Linked DNA regions of Gasterosteus aculeatus: region 2 is linked to region 1. The links are chromatin contacts, called in public Hi-C maps. All regions are on one chromosome and are shown on one strand. The core of a region is the stretch at or near the end of the contact, and the rest is flanking DNA. Distances in the headings are between cores, read along the strand shown. Region 1 overlaps LOC144389000 (a long non-coding RNA gene). Region 2 overlaps znfx1 (zinc finger, NFX1-type containing 1).

Region 1 (3,618 bases), core at 1,064-3,563:
TCGTAACCCTCACGATATAAAACCAATAAACCGAGCATCCAGTTGGCTTCACTGTACACTAGCTTTTCATTGAATTGTTTTTTTTTTTCTTCCCAATATGCTGTTTTGATGCAAACCTGTTAAATCCAGACAACCAATTGATTTCACGCGTTTCAGAGATACGTTAAAAATAGTGAGAATAGGAGTGCTGTGGTTTCATAGAAATAGTTGTGTGATTGTTTTCTGATTGCTTTATTGTGCGTGTGATATGGATTTATTTTCAGCACCGGAGGGTTGAAAGGACACACACATAATATCATGGATGCACTCCACAAATGCACTCATAGACGGTGCCGCATCATTACTCGTGGTCCAGGTAACCAACGGAAACGTGTGACTTTACAAGTCCTACCACTTTCCTAACAATTGGAAAATTTAAGAAAAAGTACAGTTCACCAACGGCTTCATGATCAACGTGCATGTGAGTCCCAGCCAAACATCACACCATTACACCTCCTCAGCTGTCGTACAGATGGCGACATACGTCGCACGCCATCTGAAAACCATGTTCTCTAAACTTCAGAAGTACACTTCACACGTTGCCAAATATAGGCTGTGGAATGTAGGCTAGTAATATGTTTTCTCAACCCCGAAGAGGCTCCCAAATACCCACAACCGCCCCTCCCGTTTTCACAAGAGTACTGAAGGTGAAGCGTAATAAACTCACCAAGGCATTTGGAAGTGAAGGATTGGACTCCAGACAACCGTCTTCGGAGAACTCAAGGCTTGTGCCATCTGGAGGCAGGGGAGTGTGGTAGCCACTGATATCGATCATCTTTTTACACTTTACTCTCACAGATGGTAAATAAAGCTCCATCTGGGTGCAGGTGTCGGTGCTTTGATGTAATGAAAAAGGGCCGCAACAAAATGGCCATAGAAATATTTGTCCTGACCATTCTAAAGTTTGCTTTAATTAGGACCTTTCAATGCGTGGTTCTTTTGAGAGTTCAAAGTAGCTACTGCTGTGTGTGTGTGTGTGTGGAGGGGGGGTGTTGCTATATAACTACATTTTCCCCTCTGATACAAACTGTACTGCACAGTAAATACCAAAGTATATCACAACCTTTTAAGAGTTTTGTGCATTTTATTTCGTGGTTGTCGTCCGCCAACGTGGAATGATTATCATTGTGGTTTCTGCTTTACAAAGTCATGGAAAAGCGTCTTTTGACGGTAAACAACGTTACCATGCTGCCCTCAAGTGGTCAACCATCATTATCACATGTGTCCTGGTCTTGACGTTTTGGTCATCATCATCACTATGCTCATCCTCATCATCAGAACATGAAGGCCAACATTAGGCCCCCCTCCTTTTTTAATCGATTGAACCAGCTGATAAATGAATCCCACTGTACGTCTGCCGTAACGTGCTCATCCAAACTGGGTGAGAGGGACGTGTGTGCCCGGTGGGAGAATCTTTTTTATTTGCATTACAGTTCCAAATGTGAATCTGGTGGAGCAGGAAAAAAGGGAATAATCGGAGCATTTGACGAGTAGGCGTGAATCATCGGCTCTGACAACAAGTCTGTCCGGCCACTGGATGTCGCTGCTTACCGCTGTCTCAACCGCCTGCATTTTGCAGGGACGCTCAGATGCAGTAAACAGAGACAATTACAGGAGACAGTCTCATGTACATTTTTTATTTTTAAATCGAAATGAATGTCATTGATTTTTCCATTTTCATCATTATCCATTTCTACATACAAATCATTACACTTGATGATAAACATTGGTTGGCTGGTGAAATTGTTTTCAACATGCACTTTTTTGGCAACATTACAAATTGATTTATCCATATTGGTGACGTACTTATTTTACAGTAGGGTAAGCTCATTGTCCTTGCTTTATAAGATGCTTTGAGGTGCTGCATCTTCTCATTGGCAGACTGTAACATTTTGTGCAATAATATTATTGAAATTAATAATTTAGAGAACATGGAGGAAATGCAGCAGCAAAGAATTGGTTTAAAAAAATGATAATTGCAAAAAGATACAGTTGCCTTGTGGAAAATGCCACTGATGGCCATTAAGTGTATGAGTCTAAGATGTTTGCAGTCTATTCCAGCACAGCTAACATCTTGCATGTGTTTGTTGGGGCTGAGCTGTGTGTGGAACACACACACACACACAAGGGAAAAACTGTATTAAATAGTTCCATCTAAGGCCCTCAGTACTTCCACTTGCTTTGTTTTGTCTCCAACCGGGCCACTATGTGGTGAGTGTAATCAAGCCTGGAGCCAGAGAGGTAGAGAGACAGAGACGGAGCGAGAGAGAGAGAGAGGGAAGATCCATCTGGCCCTCACCTGGAGGGTGTACTTGTGTAACATACATGCTGCATCCTATCATAATAAAGCGCTCCAATCTATCAAAGTCAAATTCAAAAACACAGGACAAAAATGATGTGTGCATCTTTCTTTCGGTTAAGTTTTTTTTTACTTTATTAATTTATTTATAGCTGTCACTTCACCTTGCTGATGATGCTGCCATTGACAGTATATTAATTCCAGTCTCATACATATTCCAATTTTTCCAGTCACATGTTCTGAACGAATGAACTGTTGGCCTAATAAATTATTCTGACCGTTTGTATGCAAAATAATAAGTAAGATGGTGATTGTCGGGAATAGTTCTCTGATGTTGTATTTTATCACTCGTCTTTACAATTTTTCCAATGCAGATCATGATGTCACTCGAAGGTTCTGAATGCTTTACATTGCCTCACAGGAGACGCTCATCAGAGATTCACAGATGGTTTCTTTGGGAGTGGACATACAGCTTATTGTCATGGTACTGCAATTATCTGTATTCTGGGAGAAAAAAAACACAGAATTGCATGCTAGGGAGTGAGAGGGATAAATACAATAAAAACAGCCATCTTATATACAGACATGGCGGTTTACATCTTGTATGGTGTGTGAGAGTCTAACTGCTGAGAGATGTGTTTAGTAGGTGGAACTATTTGTCAAACATTGGCACGAAAAGTGAGGTTCTGGGGGGACGTGCCAGTGTGCGGCTTCGCTCTCTTTTTCCCTGCATCTTTTTTGTGTATTCATATGCTGTAGGTATGCATATGTTTGCGTTTGTGTGGTTCCTTTGCGTGTTTGTTTGTGCATGCATGCATGCGCGGAAATATGCATATCTAGACTGCTCTTGTGTTGTTGTTTTTATCGGCATGTTTTAACATGTGAACATCTGTATATATTTATTAAAGTCAACTCAATATTGCCTGTCCATCCGTATACGGACACAAAGTATTGACAGTTAACCCTACCCCTATTTATGCATAACAACACTAACAAAGCATAGTGCTTAGATCATAACTTAATTTTCCTGTAATAATAAGGCGTGTTGTTGTATTTGAATATCCTGACGAATCATATTCACAACTTTCAATGAGGCAATTGTGCAATACTAACATTATTCTAGGGAACAGGATTCTCATGTTGCAAACTATATGCCATATAATGGACTATGTGATAAGTACATCTGCGACATCTTTCTAGCACTCAAAGAGTACCAGTCTCTCCTTCTGACTATAGGTCATTTTATAATTGACCCTGTGGTATCACTAAGGAGATTTAAC
Region 2 (3,804 bases), core at 728-3,227, 250 kb before region 1:
TAATAAGTTCAGCCGTAACTCGAATACGAGGGGTGAGCCAAACTATACCACAAGCTACATCCTCCAAAATGAGGTCACGCAAAACCTCACAGAGGCTGTTAACTCGCTAACGTGCAAGATAGCTGGAGGGAAGCAGAGATTTATGCATTCAAATAAAACGTATGTACAGAAAAAAAAGGAAACCTGTTTTGTTCTCGCAGAATGATCGGCCGTTCCTGATGATTGAGACCACGGCGTACTTTGAGGCTTATCGCTACGTCCTGGATGGTCTGAAGGAGCTGGAGGAGGACAACCTGCCCTTCCAGAGGTTGAACCAGTGTTTCTTTTGTTTTGAGTTTTATGTTCTGCGCAGCAACATTCAAAGTCGGTTCTTTTTATTTGATCTCTTCGACAATAACCACAGAGTTCTGAAACGGCACCAACACGTCCCGCCTCTTTTTGCTCTTCAGCTGTTTTTAGACTGTTCAACACTATTTAGACCACAGAAAAGGAGCAATGGCAAAGTCTTTTTTCTGTTCCCTGCTGATTATACATTCATATGCAGATGTCTCTTTGGAGAGATTTCGAGTAGTTAACATTATTACGTCGGTCTAATTGCTTTTGTGATTGTTCTCCACTTGTGCTAATGGAACGCTGTTTTTAACATTCATCATCAACCCGCAGCCGTCACCTGCGGCTGCTTTTCAGCGAGAGCTGCACAGGCTCCCTCTAATGCTGAAGGCATTTGAGCTTCATCATGATTATTGAACTGCAGTTCAACCGAACGTTTTAAATGGTCCTCTTGGAGGCAAAACATTAACCGCGTGTCTATTAATGAGAAGTCTCTCCACCCTCCTCCTACAGATAGTCGATGCTAAAAGGAATGATAAGATCCATGATATGTCCAGGTACATCGTGGAGTGCAGCAAGGATGTGCTAGCCCCAGCGTATCTGCGATGGAACGACTCTTACGACCTGAAGTCTGTTGCTGACCCCGAGCATAAGTGCAACATGAAGCCCTTTCACAGCCTGGCGGAGAACACCTGGCCAAGAAAGGAGGCGCTGGGGCTGGATGAGTCTCAGATGAGAGCCCTCCGTATGGCCCTCACAAAGGAGCTGACCATCATACAGGGACCTCCTGGCACTGGTGAGGCATTGAAAAGACATTGTTGGAAGATGACGACCACATCGATACGTGAACGATGTGTGCATGTAATTCTGTTCACCGTCGCTAAACGACAAATCCATCAACGCGCATCCGGCGTCTTCTATTTTTCTCAGGAAAAACCTACGTTGGCCTTAAGATTGCCCGCGCTTTGTTGACCAATCAGGCTCTGTGGAGAGAGGGAGGAGACGGAGCTCCAATGCTGGTAGTGTGTTACACTAACCATGCCCTGGATCAGTTCCTTGAAGGTAAGCAGCGATGCCAATAAGTTCAGAGTTGCACGTTGGTTTTGATTGGTTCTGGATTTAAAAAGAAGAGGTTTTTATTTTTGTAATTTCCGAAACTTTTGCTAATGCGCCTCACAGCCTCCAGGGTTTTTTCTTCACAAACTTGTACTGAAGAATCCATCCTGCAGAAATGTAAGACCAATGAGCTTTTTTGTTTGGCCTCTGCTTCCAAAAGGTATTCACAAATTTCTGCCAGAAGGAATAGTGAGAGTAGGAGGGCGCAGCAACAGTGAGATCCTGAAGCGTTTCAATCTGAAGGAGCTGTCCCGCTCCCCTAAGTTCAAACAAGTGCTGCCGTCTTCGCTGAGTCGTGCTTACGGTCAGGTGAGCTGCCGCTGAGTCACCTGCAGTGTGAGCTCGATGTTTCAAGCCGCTCCAAACGTCTTTTTCTCTCGTTCATTGCAACATGTTGAGAATAAATGAAAAGATAATGGATACGAGAAACCCAATTGCTGAACCCAACACACACACACACACAAACTCACAACCCTGCCACCTTGCTCATCCTGTATTTCTCATTCTCCGAGTCGCTGGTTCTGAACACACACTGCAGCGCCCGCCATAATTAGTTAATCAAATATCATTATAATGCTGCCAACTAACTACTGTCCCTGTATATCAGGTTTACAAGCAGGTGCGTGAGGCGGAGAGAGGGATCCAGAATGAGGTTACCAGGCTGGAGTGTTCTCTGAAAGGCATCCTGCGGGAAGACGCCTTACAGAAATTCATCTCACACAGACACTGGAACAGTCTGCACCGATCTGTGAGGGGAATCCGCCCGAAACATTTCACGTAAACCTAGATAGACCGTATAGACGAAGACAAACACAAACTCATCACTTCCTGTTTATGAAATGCTTCGCAGAAAGGGGAAGGTTTATGGGCGCGGGATGTGAAGAGGAACTATCCGATCATGGAGTGGTTGGGTTTGAATACCACCATCCTCCTGCAGAGGGAGACAGAGAATGCAAATGCACATCCAGGTGAGGCTTTTATTCCACCGGCACTCACTGAACTAAAAGAACTAAAACCTTATCCGTGTGACTGGATGAGTTAAATTAACACAAGATTCCTTCCAAAGAGGCCTTTGCATTTTCTCTTCAAACTATTGAAAAGCCTAATAGCACCTCTCTCATTTACAAGGATGAATTAACAGTTTAATAAACTCGCAATTTTTGGGATACGTTGCAAATGTCATCGACTGAAAGCAGCGTCAACTATGAGACACAGACGATCTGGACTGTCATTACCTTTTACTTACTCTCAACCATTAGATATAAATGGCTGCGAAAGCATTACAAATGGATTTCACGGATAATGTAATCTCGGGGGGGGGGGGAAAGAATAGGATTCATGGTAAATATGTGGCGATATTGGAGAATGGGACTTCATCAGAATAGAAGCTCGCTCTCTAATTGTCCACCTACTTCAAAGTAAATTGATGTGATCGGCGCCGGACGCCTAAGTGGTGAAGTAACCGGATCAGGCGGCTATCGTTTTAGTTTCATTGCCAGTCGACAGCATTTGGTGCAGCTGAAATGAAACCTTCAAAAGTGCTTCAAAAGAAAATGGCAAAATGACCATTCGATTCTAAACGTAAAATGGCCGCAGCTGGATTTTGCACAATAATAAACAATCCGGAACCCATTTCAGATTTTTATTTTCTAAAAGTAATTATATTTATCATTCATCTCCATGCAACTTTAAAAATTGTAGATTTAACCGCTGTCGAACTGATTTCAACCCCAATGTTTTGGAATAAAGCTGCAGAGAAATTGGAATCGAGGGAGAAGCTCATTGCCATCCCACAAGAAGCCGATCTGATCATGGAGGAGCGCTTTGTTGAGGACAGCGTTAGTGGCAGAGACGACAGAAGCAACGAGGACGAGGAGAAGGATGTCAGAGCAGTGGAGGAGCGGATGCTGGCTATGAACCTGGACGCGCACGAAATCCAGGCCGAGCAGAGCGACGAAGGATGGGAGGTGAAATTAGGAGATTTGTCATGTGGACATTTTAATGGGATTGACGTTTAATGAGTATTTTTGCAATCCGTGACCAATCAGACGATGTGATTGTGGAGGCATTTAGTTCTCTAATGCAACCGTGAAACGCGCTGCACTTTACTACGGTCCTAATGGTGTCATTACAACATGGCTGAATACACTTCATCTGGATGATGCTGTAGCATCGTCATACCCTCCTTTAAAACACCACACCCAACCCCTGAAATGGTCATTTCAAATTTGAATGAATTCAATTGAAGGGGCGACAAAAAAGTCTTACCACAAAAGTCTTTTGAAGTTCAAGAGTGACCGTGTTCTGATTTGCGTAGATCCAACGGTTCGAGAAGAAAAGGTTGAAGGACCAAATCAA

The links. Hi-C and Micro-C count contacts between places; a contact is called where the count stands out from the background.
Region 2: a contact with region 1 is called in a Hi-C map of skeletal muscle, with 5 times the contacts expected there. The contact joins two enhancer-like sites. A contact is called at or near these places in 4 of 6 Hi-C or Micro-C datasets (liver, skeletal muscle and tail fin).

The regions. Positions count from the first base shown.
Region 1 is chr17:5,136,361-5,139,978 of fGasAcu3.hap1.1, reverse strand. LOC144389000 (a long non-coding RNA gene) reads right to left here. Exons shown (of 3, transcript XR_013453317.1): 3 at 1,664-2,842. Among protein-coding and RNA genes, the nearest start is that of LOC144389000, 16 kb to the right of the region's middle. Within about 2 kb of position 2,313, at least 2 of the 9 cell types and tissues checked have open chromatin away from gene starts, as enhancers often do.
Region 2 is chr17:5,390,369-5,394,172 of fGasAcu3.hap1.1, reverse strand. znfx1 (zinc finger, NFX1-type containing 1) reads left to right here. Exons shown (of 19, transcript XM_040203185.2): 7 at 201-307; 8 at 888-1,126; 9 at 1,261-1,392; 10 at 1,607-1,755; 11 at 2,054-2,194; 12 at 2,297-2,414; 13 at 3,196-3,413; 14 at 3,764-3,804. Among protein-coding and RNA genes, the nearest start is that of tbc1d20, 6.5 kb to the left of the region's middle. Within about 2 kb of position 1,977, at least 1 of the 9 cell types and tissues checked has open chromatin away from gene starts, as enhancers often do.